Regions from separate parts of the Mus musculus genome. Here region 1 is linked to region 2. The links are chromatin contacts, called in public promoter capture Hi-C maps. All regions are on one chromosome and are shown on one strand. The core of a region is the stretch at or near the end of the contact, and the rest is flanking DNA. Distances in the headings are between cores, read along the strand shown.

Region 1 (6,401 bases), core at 2,861-5,360, 470 kb before region 2:
GTCCTCCAGGGCTTGCCTCAGCACATGCATCTGTCTCAGCTGACATCACTCTGCCAATCAGCCTGAATCTGAAGAAGCGGCAAGAAACTGTAGCACACCACCAGAAATTTCTCTCTATGGAGTCCTGACAAATACAGCTCAACTACACAACATAAGGCAGACCAATACATGTATCATTTGCAAAGAATCCCTCATCATGTGTCCTTTCATGTGCCTGCTTTAGTGAACATCCTCTCTCCTGTGTCTGCTTCAGCTAAACATTCCTTCACGAGTCTCCCTTAGCCTTTCACGTATGTCCACTTCAGCTAAATGTTCCTTCACATATTTGCCCCAGAAAAACACCATCCAACCTTAAGTTTTCACTTCACCAGTCCTCTGAAAGAGCAGTAAGTGATTTTATCCTCTGGGCCATCTCTCCAGCCCTCTGGTTTGGTTTGGTTTGGTTTGGTTTGGTTTGGTTTGGTTTGGTTTGAGACAGGACTTTACTATGGATCTCAGAATGCTGGCATTGGACTTATGTTATTGTATACCCAAGGAGGGCCTCAAATTTGTAGTCATCCTCCTGCCTTAGCCTCCCAAGTACTGGGATTACAGGCATATAAACAACACCTAGTTTTTTCTATCAGCTTAAAAACCTCCCAAACTAGGATGCATTACAGTCTTTTAGGACACTACATAGAACATATTGACTAGGTTCCAAATACAATACTTTTAGGGGTAGGGATGTAGTTCAGTTGATAGAGTGTAGTTCATGAAGCCCTATAGGTCCCATTTCTAGCGATACATAAAACTAAATGTAGTGGCACACTACTGCGATCTCAACATGTATGAGGTGGAGGCAGGAGAATCAGAAGTTCAAAGGGGAGGGGAGGGAGAGAGGTAGGAATGAAGAAGAAAGAAAGTTAGCTACAGGTTTTCAATATTCCTTGAAGAATGCACGTGCGCGCACACACACAATGTTATTCAAGTTGTCTTTTAATGATACAAACATGAAATCTTTAAAAACAAAGATGGGGTTTTAAAAACACCAATACTTAATACGACAGCATTTAGCTAACTTCCCTGCCCTGTTCAATCTGGACAGAGCACAGTGGCTTTCTAAAGCTACATGTAGAATCTCACATATATTTTTGTTTGCCCAACCAAAATATCAACAAAAGTGAAATATTTAGAGGTTTGGTCTGAAGAGATTTCTCATTGATAAGAGTATGTATTGCCTTTTCAGAGGACCCAGGCTCAGTTCCCAGCACCCACATAACAGCTCAGAAACATCTGTAACTCCAGCTCGAGGGAATGCAACACCTTCTTCTGGCCTCCAAAAGCACCAAGTATAGACGTGGTGCACAGACATACACGCAGGCAAAACAGCCATGCACATAAAATAAAACAAATAAAATAAATTTAAAATTTAAAAATTAATAAAATTTATCTGTCAAATGTTGAAAATGTGGACTAGAGCCAGATATGCTGTCATATCCTATAATCCCAGCATTTAAGAAACAGAGACAGGGGGGCTGGAGAGATGGCTCAGCGGTTAAGAGCGCCGACTGCTCTTCCAAAGGTTCTGAGTTCAAATCCCAGCAACCACATGGTGGCTCACAACCATCCGTAATGAGATCTGGTGCCCTGTTCTGGAGTGTCTGAAGACAGCTACAGTGTATACAATAAATAAATAAATAAATAAATAAATAAATAAAAAGAAACAGAGACAGGAGAACATGGAGTTCAAGGTTATCTTTGCATGCACAGTAAGTGTGAGCCTTTTTGTGTTCACTTCACTCTGATTTCATTACATGTATTTAAAGTTAGTGTGCATGTGTGCAGATACAGGTGTCATAGTGAAGAGACACAAGGTAACCCACCCTTGTCTCTGTGCGCTGAGTCTCTCACTCCCTAGTCCCCATGCCAAGTTAAACAGCCAGCACTCCCACCTTGGTGCAGATGTCCCCTACCTTTGAAGGAGGCAGAAAATTAATGCCCTTGAAGTGATAAGGCTCCCATTCTTGAGCTATCAGAAAGAGGCAACCGAGTGTTCCCAGACAGCTATGGCCAGCTTGTAAAAATACACTAGCCTCTGATTACAGAATGAGTTATTTCTCCCCAGGTCAAAAAGATCCTTTTCCAGATGTATCAAACAAACATCAGTTTTGAAGGATAGCATTCCTTTACTGCCTATCATGTAATGCCAAGACTTGAATGCCCCAGCTTATGCATCTCATTCATATATATATATGTGAATATAATTTAACCATTTAATTGTATTTTTTCCAAGACAGGGTTTTTCTATGTAGCCCTGGTTGTCCTAGAACTCACTCTGTAGACCAGGCTAGCCTCAAACTCACAGAGATTCACCTGCCCCTGTCTCCAGAATACTGGGATTAAAGGCATGTGCCACCATCCCTAGCTTTAATTGTCCATTTTAAATGATAAAGGGCTGAGGTTTTGTGTCAGCCATAAGGCATATGTATGTCAAAAGCCATAAATTTAATTTTCAGAACACACACACACAAAGTCCTGGAGAAAATAGACTGAAAGTTTGTCCCATGAGTCATAAAAGACCTGGATCTCCACCTATAATCCCAGAACTAAGTAGGTATAAGCAAGAGGTCCAAGGACATCCTTGGAAACATAGTGAGTTAAAGAATATACGAAATTCCCATCTCAAAAAATATGTAGCAGGACTGGGTGTGTTAGCATACGCCTTTAATTCCATCATTCAGAAGGCATTTAATTCCATCATTCTGTACATTTGAGGCCAGCCTGGTCTACAGATGCCCTTGACCACAAGCATTGGAGAGTGCCTATGAGGAAGTACTCAGTCAATATGGAAACTACTGTATTCTTTTTTTTTTAATATTCATTTTGTTGTTGTTGCTGTTACTATTTTATCTTTACTTAATGTTTTATTTTAAAAATTAATTATTATTTGTGTGTGTGTGTGGAGGAGGAGGAGGAGGAAGAGGAGGAAGAGATCAGAGAGGTGCCAGATCCCCTGAAGCGGTTGTGAGCTGCCTTATGTGAGTGTAAGGAATCCAGCCCGGGTATCCTGCAAGAACAGTATGTGCCCTTAACCACTGAGTCATCTCTCCAGCTTCCTACAATTTTTGAAATTTTATTTTTTTTATATAAGTGGTTTCCCTACATGTACCACATGTGGTACGTGTACCACATGCATGCCTGGCGCCTGAGATGGTCAGAATAAGACATCAGATTCCCTGAGACAGGTTTCATGCAGCTAAGGCTGACCTCAAAGTTGCTAAGTGGCCGAGGATGCTTTAAACCCTTTATCCTCCTCTCCCGTCTCCACTTTCCAAGTGCTGAGATTACAAGTGTAACCAAATTGAAAACGCTATCATCTAACCAAAACAGTGCTTCTGTAAACTTTTCTGTATTTTGGAGCATTATGGAAGTGGGGTGGAGTTCCTGTAAGTAAGACCATTGGGTCAAAGGACAGGAATGCAGCTGCCTGAGACACAGATAGATCCAGCTTAAAAGGACTGGCCCAGCTGCCCTGGCACTGTAGGCGGTCAGGGGAAAAGGCTCAAACATGAGGGTCAGGAGCAATGTTCCAAACATCCCTTCACTGATTGATACATAAAACAGAACGCTCTCACGAAAGAACACTAAGCAGAAAGAAAGCAACCAAAGGCTCAGGTTTACCTCCGCATGTGCTTCTGAACCGTCCATGCTCTTAAAGAACACATATCAACCTTAAGTCATTATCTGTGTCCCCGCATCCATCCTCTTATGAGCCATGAAAGCTCTGATATCAAGTCACAATCGGAGCTTCAGCTCATCAAATATAGAAATAGATCGCTCACCTAAGAGGACGTGTGGAGGAAGTGGGAATGGGGGCTCTGGTGTTTTATGCCCGTAATTCCAACATTTGAGAGCCTGAAGCAGGTGAATCGCTCCAAGTTTGAGAACAGCCTGGGTTACATAGAGTTAAGCAAACATGAACTGTAAAGTGTATAGTACCTCAAAGTCTAGAAGGAGATTTCATCTTGAAGCAGTGACACTGTAGGAAGCTAGGCGGCTCAGCTTTAGCACAAGAGGAGTGCACAGCCACACTCGGCACCTCCCACCCAGCCTCTGGAGGAGAGGGAGGAGGCCGGTCTGGAGGTGGAGCCTCCGTGAGGACCTGCGGACCTACAGCACAGCCTATGGGCCTATGGCGGAGCGACGCCTGTGGGCTGTGGCCTTCTGCGGGCGGCCATTGTCGTGCCTGATAAGCTTTTCTACGTGACTCACTTGCTTCACCTAGCCGGCAGAGCGAGACAACTGGGTAACTCCCTGATCCGGTCTGCTTCTCCCTACACCCAGACAACATCCTTGGCCCGCCCAATCTCTGCCACCAGCCTCGAGCGGATCGACCTGAGCCCCGGGCCTAGCACCGGAGGGATCCGGGTGGAGAAGAATCATTGCTACGCTCCAGTCCTGGAGTCTGTTAGCCAGACTGTGAGGCGCAACGGATTCCTAAGGCTCTCCTGGCCAGGCAGGACTTCTCCCAGCACTCACGAGGAACTGAGCCTGGACTGGTGTTTGGAGGAACAAGTCATAACACCGATCGCTCCCAGCACAGACTTGCCACTGCCCCCACCCCCAAACCTACTCTCTCCTGTTTCATTCCCCCCAGAACCCACAGTTCCCAAACAGTGCACCTGCGGGAGATCTCAACCCAGCTGGAGAAGTGGACATGAGGTTGGCAGGTGGGTGGCTTCCACAGCGAACTGAAGAGAGGCCAGGTGTCCTAGTGCCTGTGTTAGGAGAGGCCTGGGTGGTCACTGGTTTGTTTATTTATTAATGGATGACTGTGCACAAGCACTCATTTTATGAGCAAATTCACCTCTGAGGACTTCAGCTTCCCAAACTATAAGGATTGATTTTATATAGAGAGATAGATATAGATAGATGTTGATAATATATATAATCAATATATATAAGTTAAGGATATATATATATATATATATATATAAAATCTCCAGAGATTGAATGGATGGAGAGGAGTGGATAGTAGAGATAGAGAGATGTAGCCAGAAGAGAACTGACTTAGGTGCCTTTGAGGTTGGGTATGATCTAAGTGGTAGCTCTGCTGTCAGCTGGACTACAAACATGAATGTGCCTTGGAGGGACTGTTTGGGGTGAGAGTAGAATTTGAAAACTGGTAAAGTAGCAGCTTTGTGGATAAGTCCAAATTGGACATTAAGGAACTGGCTGGGAGGATATGAGTTCAAGACAGATCTGGGCTGGAGGTGTAAGGTGTCATTGCTGCATGGTGAAATCTCCCATACAGTATGAAGATGGGAGAAGGCAGCCTGGAAAAGAACACCTTTTGAGGAGAGAGTAATGGAACACAATCTAACCAACAAAGGGAGTCCCAGAGAATGGGGTCAGGAGACAGTACTGTCCTGGAATCTAGTAGTGAAGTGTCAAGAAAGAGCAGTCAGACAATCAGAAATGTGACATCATAAAAGTCATAGGTGGTCTTGTTTGGAAGGTTATTTAGTTGGTGTTATGGGAGCACGACTAGATTGGAAGAATTTTGGGAGAGAGTTGGGGAGTGAGGTAATAGAAATCACAATGTAGATGACTTTTATGTGTATGCTGGGGGATGGAAACCAGGGTCTTATGCATGCTGAGCAAATGCTCTACCACAGAGCTATATCCCAAGCCAGAATATAAATTTTTAAAGAGTTTGGTGGAGAAGAGGAAGATGAAGAATCAAAGAATGAGATTTTTCTTTCAGGAGCTCTGTTTCATCTTTATCTTACTAAGTTAGGACCTGTTGATAATATGAGAGAAAGTGAGATAGAAAGAAGTCTTAGCACAATGTATCTGAGACAGGAGATATCTTGATGGATCCTGAAGCAGGTAGAAGGACTGGTCTTTACAAGGAGTATAGAGCTTCCAACAGAACAAGAGGAAAGGCAAAGCAGATGGGTGAACTGTAAATATTCTGATAATTTCAGAGGCAAGATGCTGAGGTTGGTGCTATGAAACCTTCCCAGAGCATGAGTTCTAAAAGGCACCTCCAAACCTGCTGGGGAGACCCAAACAGAGCAGCCTCAAGGTTTGAACTCACGTTCTTCCGTCTACTAGGAGGAAGTTCAAGCCTCTCTTTTGGGTCTGGTAGATATCGATTGGTCCCCCACCTCCCAATCGTACCATCACTTGTTCCCAAGTAGAAGGGGAGATCTGGTCATGTGAGGTAGTGGGTTATTGCAGATTTTGTTCACTGATGTCTAAGATAGTCCTGCTCTGTGTCTATCCTGCCTGCAGGCCCCCTGCGCATCGTGGCCCTAATCATCATTATGGGTCTCACCTGGATCCTAGTCACCATCCTCCTAGGTGGTCCTGGTGTTGGCCTTCCTCGAATTCAGCAGTTCTTCACCAGTGAGTGT
Region 2 (6,854 bases), core at 1,046-3,545:
TGAATACATTCATTAAGGGTATGGATTAGAAGCCACCAATCTTAACCATAAAAGGAAATAAGAATGCACTTGAACAAGATGGAGATGACATTAAACAATTCTAAGAGCCCACTGTGCATCCCTGTAATATTAGCACTTGAAAGGTCTCAAATGAGAACAAGAAAAATGAATTGCAAAAGTTATAATCAAGCCAGGTGGTAGTGGCGCACACCTTTAATTCCCAGCACTTGGGAGACAGAGGCAGGTGGATTTCTGAGTTCGAGGTCAGCCTGGTCTACAAAGTGAGTTCTAGGACAGCCAAGGCTACACAGAGAAACCCTGTCTCGAAAAAAAAAAAACCAATAAAATAAAATAAAGACAATGAGGCAGTTATGGTGCATGACTTTAGTGTCAGCAATGGGGAGATCTCAAGAGAGAACTTTTTACCAGGGCAGCCTGAGCCACACAGCAGATTCCAGGACAGCCAGGGATACACAGTGAGACTTCTCAAAAATAAACACACAAGAAGGGACAAGGCCACTCAAAAGTTATAAAGAATAGATACAGAACTGGTTATACCTCACTTGGAGAATGTACCACCAACCACTCTTTGAGACAAAATCTGGACTGCTCTTGAACTTAATTCTCCTGCCTCAGCCTCCTGAGTGCTGAGATTATAGACATGAACCATCACACAGCTTAAAATGTACAACTCATGTCACAATTTAAAGGGAACATTTTGGTAGTAAACTTTAATGCAATTTGGTTTGTTCTATAAGCCTTCTAAGAAGGGGTTCTACTTAATTATTTTATCAGTAGGAGCAAAATTGGAAGCAATGGATAAGGATCTGGGCTATATTTTGTGGAGGTGAAAAGCCTCAGTGAAAGAATAATGGGGTGTACAATGAATGGGTCTGTCCAGCCACCTGAGCTGCTGCTCCCCATATCTGAAGCATCAGACACACTGGACAGGTTCAAAAGAAGTGAGAGATGTGTTCAGAACCTATGGTCAAGACAGGCAGAAGACCAGGTTGGCATGAACCTTATAGAAATGTGTCAAGACTTTGCCTCCTGAGGACTGGGACTAAGGGCATGCCCCATTACATAGGGCTAAAGGAAAGACTGTGAGTCATAATAAAAACCTTGGTACGCAAGGACAGGAGCTATGTGTCTCTGCTTGTAATCCAAAGATCTTTTAGACTAAAGGCCTGTGAAGTAGATGACATGAACTCCAGGGAAGTCACTAGTTGTAAAGTTTGCTGAAACGTCAATCTAGGATTCTTTTTATTATTTTTATTTATTTTTAATTTTTTTGGTTTTTCGAGACAGGGTTTCTCTGTATAGCCCTTGACTGTCCTGTAGACCAGGCTGGTCTCGAACTCAGAAATCCGCCTGCCTCTGCCTCCGGAGTGCTGGGATTAAAGGCGTGCGCCACCACCGCCCGGTTTAGGATTCTCAAAAAAAAAAAAAAAAAAAAAAAAAATTCAGATAAGGTAAAATGTATCCATTTTTAAAATTTTCAATTTTAAGTGTTATCTAACAAACCACAACTGAATATAGAACACCTGTTCTCTCAGTGTAGCAGCACACAGCCTGCAACCCCTCCCCCCATCAGGTTACATGCTAAGGCAAACTGCCTACTACCCACAGCTTTCATCTTTTTCCAGGATACGGTCCACTAAAAGTACTGATTTGTGAAACTGCGCTTTTTACTCTAACCATTGGTACCGGTGCAAAAGGGACAGCGAGGGCCCCTTCCTCAACCGGTGACATTCGAGTGGGTCCTACCAGACACGAACTGTCATTGTCTCTTTATTCTAGTTTCGTGATCCTGAGTATGGGGAATGGTTTGGCTACCTGAACCAAGAGGGAAAGGTGGCCCTCACCATCAAGGGAGGTCCTTTTAAAGGTGAGCGAGGAACGGGGCGAGACTGTAGGGGTTTGTGGCACCCGGCTCGCCGGATCCTCCCTACCCCGGGGTTCATTCTCCCCACAGGCTGCTTCCATGTGCCGCGGTGCCTGGCCATGTGCGAGCAGATTCTAGGAGCCCTACTCCAACGCCTTGAGCCCGCCCCCCTCGACTCCTCGCCCGCTGTCTCTACCCATGAAGGCTCGAAATAAAGATGACCCTGTTCCACATGCTTGTGTGCGCGCCTCTGTGGGCTCCGAGGGAGGGTACAACTATTGCCCACACTTCCCGCCTTGAAAGGTCTTCGCTGTGGCTTCAAACGCACCACCTTGGGCGCTGATCCATCACGCCCAATTATCTCTAAGTGCCACGCTCATTGGTTGTGCAGTTCGGAGGCGGGTCCTATAGCTGGGTACTTCCGCTGCAGGCAGGTCGGAGCGGTCCGCCTTTTCCGCCGCCGTCCCAGGATCCTGGCCCCAGTCCAAGCTCCTATCGTCCTTTCCCTGCTTCTAAGTGGCCGCCGAGTGCACGCGTTCACGACCCACAAGGACCCGCGAGCTCCGCCGCCGCCGCGATGAACATCCGCAATGCTAGGGTGAGGTGACGGGGAGCCAGCCTGTCCGCACCGAGTGGGCGCCTTACGGGGTGACCGTGTGAGCATGTTATCGAGGGACCTGGTGCTTTGGTCCTGTAGGTCTGCCGACGCCGGACCTTAAGGCTGCTGCAGCCTGCTTTAAACATCTCGCGTTTATCCCGCGTTTCCTAATTCAGATCTCATTGAGTGGGCTCCACAACCTTTGGACACTATTACTCAGTCCTGGAACTGGCACGTTTTGCATGCCGCATGGAAACAGGGCTTGTGCAAAGTCGTATAGTAGCAACTGTGCCCTGCCCCGGGGAAAGGGGAGACCCAGAGATCGACGTGTGTGGCCCTCTTAGTCATTGCAGCCCTGGACTAACCGTATCCCACTCTCATGCAGCCCGAAGACCTGATGAACATGCAGCACTGCAACCTTCTCTGCCTGCCGGAGAACTACCAGATGAAGTACTATTTCTATCATGGCCTCTCTTGGCCCCAGGTGGGCAGCTTTTGCGTTTTGTAGGGGTGTAGGGTGCAACAGGAGGGAAACATGGATCCGAGTGAGCAAACGCAGTGGGCAAGGGTATAAGAACCTGAGGCTCTGGTTGATGGAGAAGCCTGGCAAATGAAAGGGTGTGTATAGAAACTAGGCTCCACAGAGTGGAGGCTGGCAGTGAGCTCTGTCCTGTTGCCTGCACTACATGACGTCCTTTTCCTTTCTGTCACCAGCTTTCTTACATTGCTGAGGATGAGAATGGGAAGATTGTGGGCTACGTCTTGGCTAAAATGTGAGTCACCAAGGAGAAAGAAAAGACACTAATGTTAAGAAGGACAAAAGCTTTGGAGAAGGGAATGGGAAGCGGTGAATTAGTTTGAGAGGCATTCTCTGTTGTCCAGATTGGTGCTCACTCAGGCTAACCTCAAACTTATAGTAGTCTTCATGCTGAGCCTTCTTAATGCTGAGATTTAACTATGGCCAGCTTGCTATGAATGTTGTTTTAATTAACAGATTTGTAGGGAAGCTCGAAGCTGACAGAAAAATTGAGCAGAGGGTACAGAGTTTTCCCATACACTCCTCCTCCACGTTTGTTCTCTAACTACCATGTATGGTACACTTGTTAGAAGTGAGAAACCTGCCGGCTGTGGTGGCGCACGCCTTTAATCTCGGCACTCGGGAGGCAGAGGCAGGTGGATTTCTGAGTTTGAGGTCAGCCTGGTCTACAGAGTGAGTTCCAGGACAGCCAGGGCTACACAGAGACACCCTGTCTGGAAAAACCAAAAAAAAAAAAAAAAAAAAGTGAGAAACCAATACAGATTTCATTAAGCAGATTCCTGTTTTCATTGTTGTGTTTCTGTATGTGTTGCACACTCTCTGAATTGGACAATTAAAGAGTTTACCTTTAAAAAGTAGCCATCCCTCCCTCAACCTCGTACAACAGGGTCATCTTTTCATAATGATGTAGAGTTGAAATAGTAGCTTATAGCTCTTTCAAACTGGCTCCCCTCACGTAATGCTCTGCAATCAGCATTACTCTTTTTGTGGGCATCTATTGCAGGGTGATCTGTTGACACTGCAAATATCTGATAGGTGTAGCGTGGGGCTTTGAGGGGGTCATGATTGGCTATTCTGATTCAGAAGTTCCTAGTTCTCTTCTTTTTGGATCTGGGATGCTGTAGCCACAAAGAGTCTGAGCACCTGTGTGCACAGGTATCCCAGATAGATGGCACCCATGCCAGGCTCCTTTCTAGCTTTCTCTTCTAGGGAAGAGGACCCAGACGATGTGCCCCATGGACATATCACCTCACTGGTGAGTATAACTACTGAGGGTTTGGTAGAGGTAGACTGGAGATAATTGAAGGAGCCACAGTGGTCGGACTTGTACCCAATCTTCTTCTCTCAGGCTGTGAAGCGTTCCCACCGGCGCCTTGGCCTGGCTCAGAAGCTGATGGACCAGGCCTCTCGAGCCATGATAGAGAACTTCAATGCCAAATACGTCTCCCTGCATGTCAGGAAGAGGTGGAAGCCAAGTTGGGGGAAAGGGCAATGCTGGGAAGTGGGGAGGAAGGGGTACCCGATTGATAGTGGTTCTGGGGTTTACTGCCTTCATAAGAATATGGGAAATAGTATTAGTGGGAAAGGGGAGAGGGACAAGGAAGAAGGGCAGGATATGACCTGTCAGGTTGACAAGTTTGTGATGCTGACCAATGCCTTATTCCCCTGCAGTAACAGGGCCGCCCTGCATCTCTATTCCAACACCCTCAACTTTCAGTAAGTAGATCAAGACTTTTTTAAGTGGCATGATCCACCCAGTTGGCTGGGATGAAAGGGGTGGAGGGACTCTAGACACTGCTGGGAGGCTTTCAGTATACTCATTGGCTATTCACTGACAAGCAAACCTGAAGAAAGCACCTATTTGTGTGTGTGGTAGAGGAGGGTCCAACATATGCTTCGTAGAGGAGGAGTGGCTTGGTGCTAGTGAGATTGGTGAAGGGCAGTGTGGTAAAGAACACACAGGGCTTCTTAGTGCTGGTTTAGGAGTAACGAAAGGTAAGCTAGAGCATGAGCAAAGGCTGAGAAGTGGCTGGCTCCAGGAAGCATGTAATAACAGATGAAAGGGGACAGCAGGGAAAAGGAGCCATGAGCAAAAGCAATGAGGGAACTAGTGCTCTGAGTGTTCTGGTGGCTGAGGGCAGGTCTACTGCAAACATGGGCATCTCCATGAAGAGAGGACTTGGTAGTACCTAGTGCTACTGGAAAATGGGGCTGGAGTAGACTAACTTGAGAAACCACTGAACCACACTAGACTTGGAGGGTGTCCAGTGAAGATGACACCATTGGGACAGGGTAGTAGTCTTCAGCTTTTCTGGGTTCTACATCCAGATTCATGGAGGGCTCTTTGACGTAGTTAAGACGCCTCTGCAACAGGAACTGCTTTAGCTGCTAAGTCAGCAGTTTCCAGCTGGGTATGGTAACACACGCCTCTTAATCTCTGCACTCAAAGTAGACGACTATGGCTTGGAGTTCCAGCATAGTGAGTTCCAGGTTAGTCTCAACCACATAGCAAGACCCTGTCTCAATTAAGCTTAATTGTGAGGACGTGTGTTTGATCCCTAGCACCCATGCATAAAAGCCATATACAGTGCCCCGCACCTGTTATCCTAGTGCTGAAGAGGTTAAGACAAGAGAGTCCCTGGGGTTCACTAATCAACCAGCCTAGTTGAATGGACAAGTTCCAGATTCAGTGAGAGACCCTATTTTGAAAAAATAAAAATAAGGTGGAAAGCAACTGAGGAAGATACCCAACATGTACCTCTGAAGACTGGCAAGGAACCTTCCTAGGTCATCAAAGGGCTTCCCTTCCAGTGTCAGGGCTACTCAAGTGTGCACACACACCTCCCTCCCCTCCCTCAGCCATCTGGTCAGTAACCAGGTTGTCTATGCTGACTATCTACATGCAGGTACAGTGTCCCTTTTTCCTAGCAGAGGAACTGGCTATGTGCTCAGTAAATGATAAGAAGCAGGTCAGGGAGAGGAAGAAGCAGAACTAGGGGCTTCAACTGAAAACACAAGTCCTTGCTGGTCAGGCTAGGGACAAAGTGGTAGCAAGTCTAGGAATGGGAAGTACCCTGGATGCTACATGCTGCTCGGCTTCACTGGAAAAGCAGAGATAACTATCACAGCAGTTGGACAAGAGTTCATTCAAATGAAAAACAAAAAGGAGAAGCCCATTCACACTGGCTTTTTGCCTCTACAAAGGTTCTATGGGGGAGATGACATTTACCCCAGTAGCCTAAGAACCAGGAGAATTTGCCCCTAGGCATGTGTCTTGATCCTACCCCCAGGATCAGCGAAGTGGAGCCCAAATACTATGCAGATGGGGAAGATGCGTATGCAATGAAGCGGGACCTCACGCAGATGGCTGATGAGGTAAGAGTTCAGCCAGTCCAGGGCAGCAATTCCAGCAGCAGGGGAGATTCTGTACTTGGGAAAGGTGGCTACTTTAGAGCTGTGAGACTGAGTGAGGCAGTGGTGGCTAGAGGCAAGACCAAGATTGAGTGTCAGCCCTTGTCGTTGTAGAGCCCCTCTTTCCCTCACTTCCTAAGCTGTCAAGTTGTGACATGGCCTCTGTTGACTCTAGAGGGGGCTATGGGATGCTTTCTAGGGAAGAAGCCTGGAGGTGGGTGGAACAGGAGAGAGAGTAGGAAGATATTTTTCTAGGGAGAGGGACTACTAGGGTCAGGGGCAGCCTGCTCAGATTTAGGACTAAACTGGGCTAGGGGGAAAGGGTCTCTGACCAAGCCTCCTGGGGAGGTACTGCTCTGTCTTGGAGGCTCCCCAACAGCACATTTGAGGGCAATAGGACCTTTGTCATTTTACAGATGAGG

The links. Capture Hi-C pulls out chosen DNA fragments and counts their contacts.
Region 1: a promoter capture Hi-C map of adipose tissue shows a contact between it and region 2. The contact joins the promoter of Fam3a here to the promoter of Naa10 in region 2. A contact is called at or near these places in 2 of 39 promoter capture datasets (hematopoietic stem and progenitor cells and hippocampal neurons), 5 of 115 datasets of contacts at active chromatin or transcription factors (the SCID.adh cell line, T-cell acute lymphoblastic leukemia, astrocytes and 2 more) and 3 of 9 other capture datasets (adipose tissue, liver and macrophages).

The regions. Positions count from the first base shown.
Region 1 is chrX:74,390,983-74,397,383 of GRCm38.p6, reverse strand. Fam3a (family with sequence similarity 3, member A) reads left to right here and starts at 4,110. Exons shown (of 9, transcript NM_025473.4): 1 at 4,110-4,709; 2 at 6,280-6,393. The coding sequence starts at 4,697. It also overlaps a transcript of Ikbkg not described here.
Region 2 is chrX:73,917,385-73,924,238 of GRCm38.p6, reverse strand. It overlaps Naa10 (N(alpha)-acetyltransferase 10, NatA catalytic subunit), which reads left to right and starts at 2,295. Exons shown (of 8, transcript NM_019870.3): 1 at 2,295-2,483; 2 at 2,869-2,967; 3 at 3,198-3,256; 4 at 4,231-4,276; 5 at 4,370-4,485; 6 at 4,693-4,737; 7 at 6,312-6,396. The coding sequence starts at 2,463. It overlaps Renbp (renin binding protein), which reads left to right. Exons shown (of 11, transcript NM_023132.3): 10 at 1,801-1,888; 11 at 1,976-2,118. The coding sequence ends at 2,100.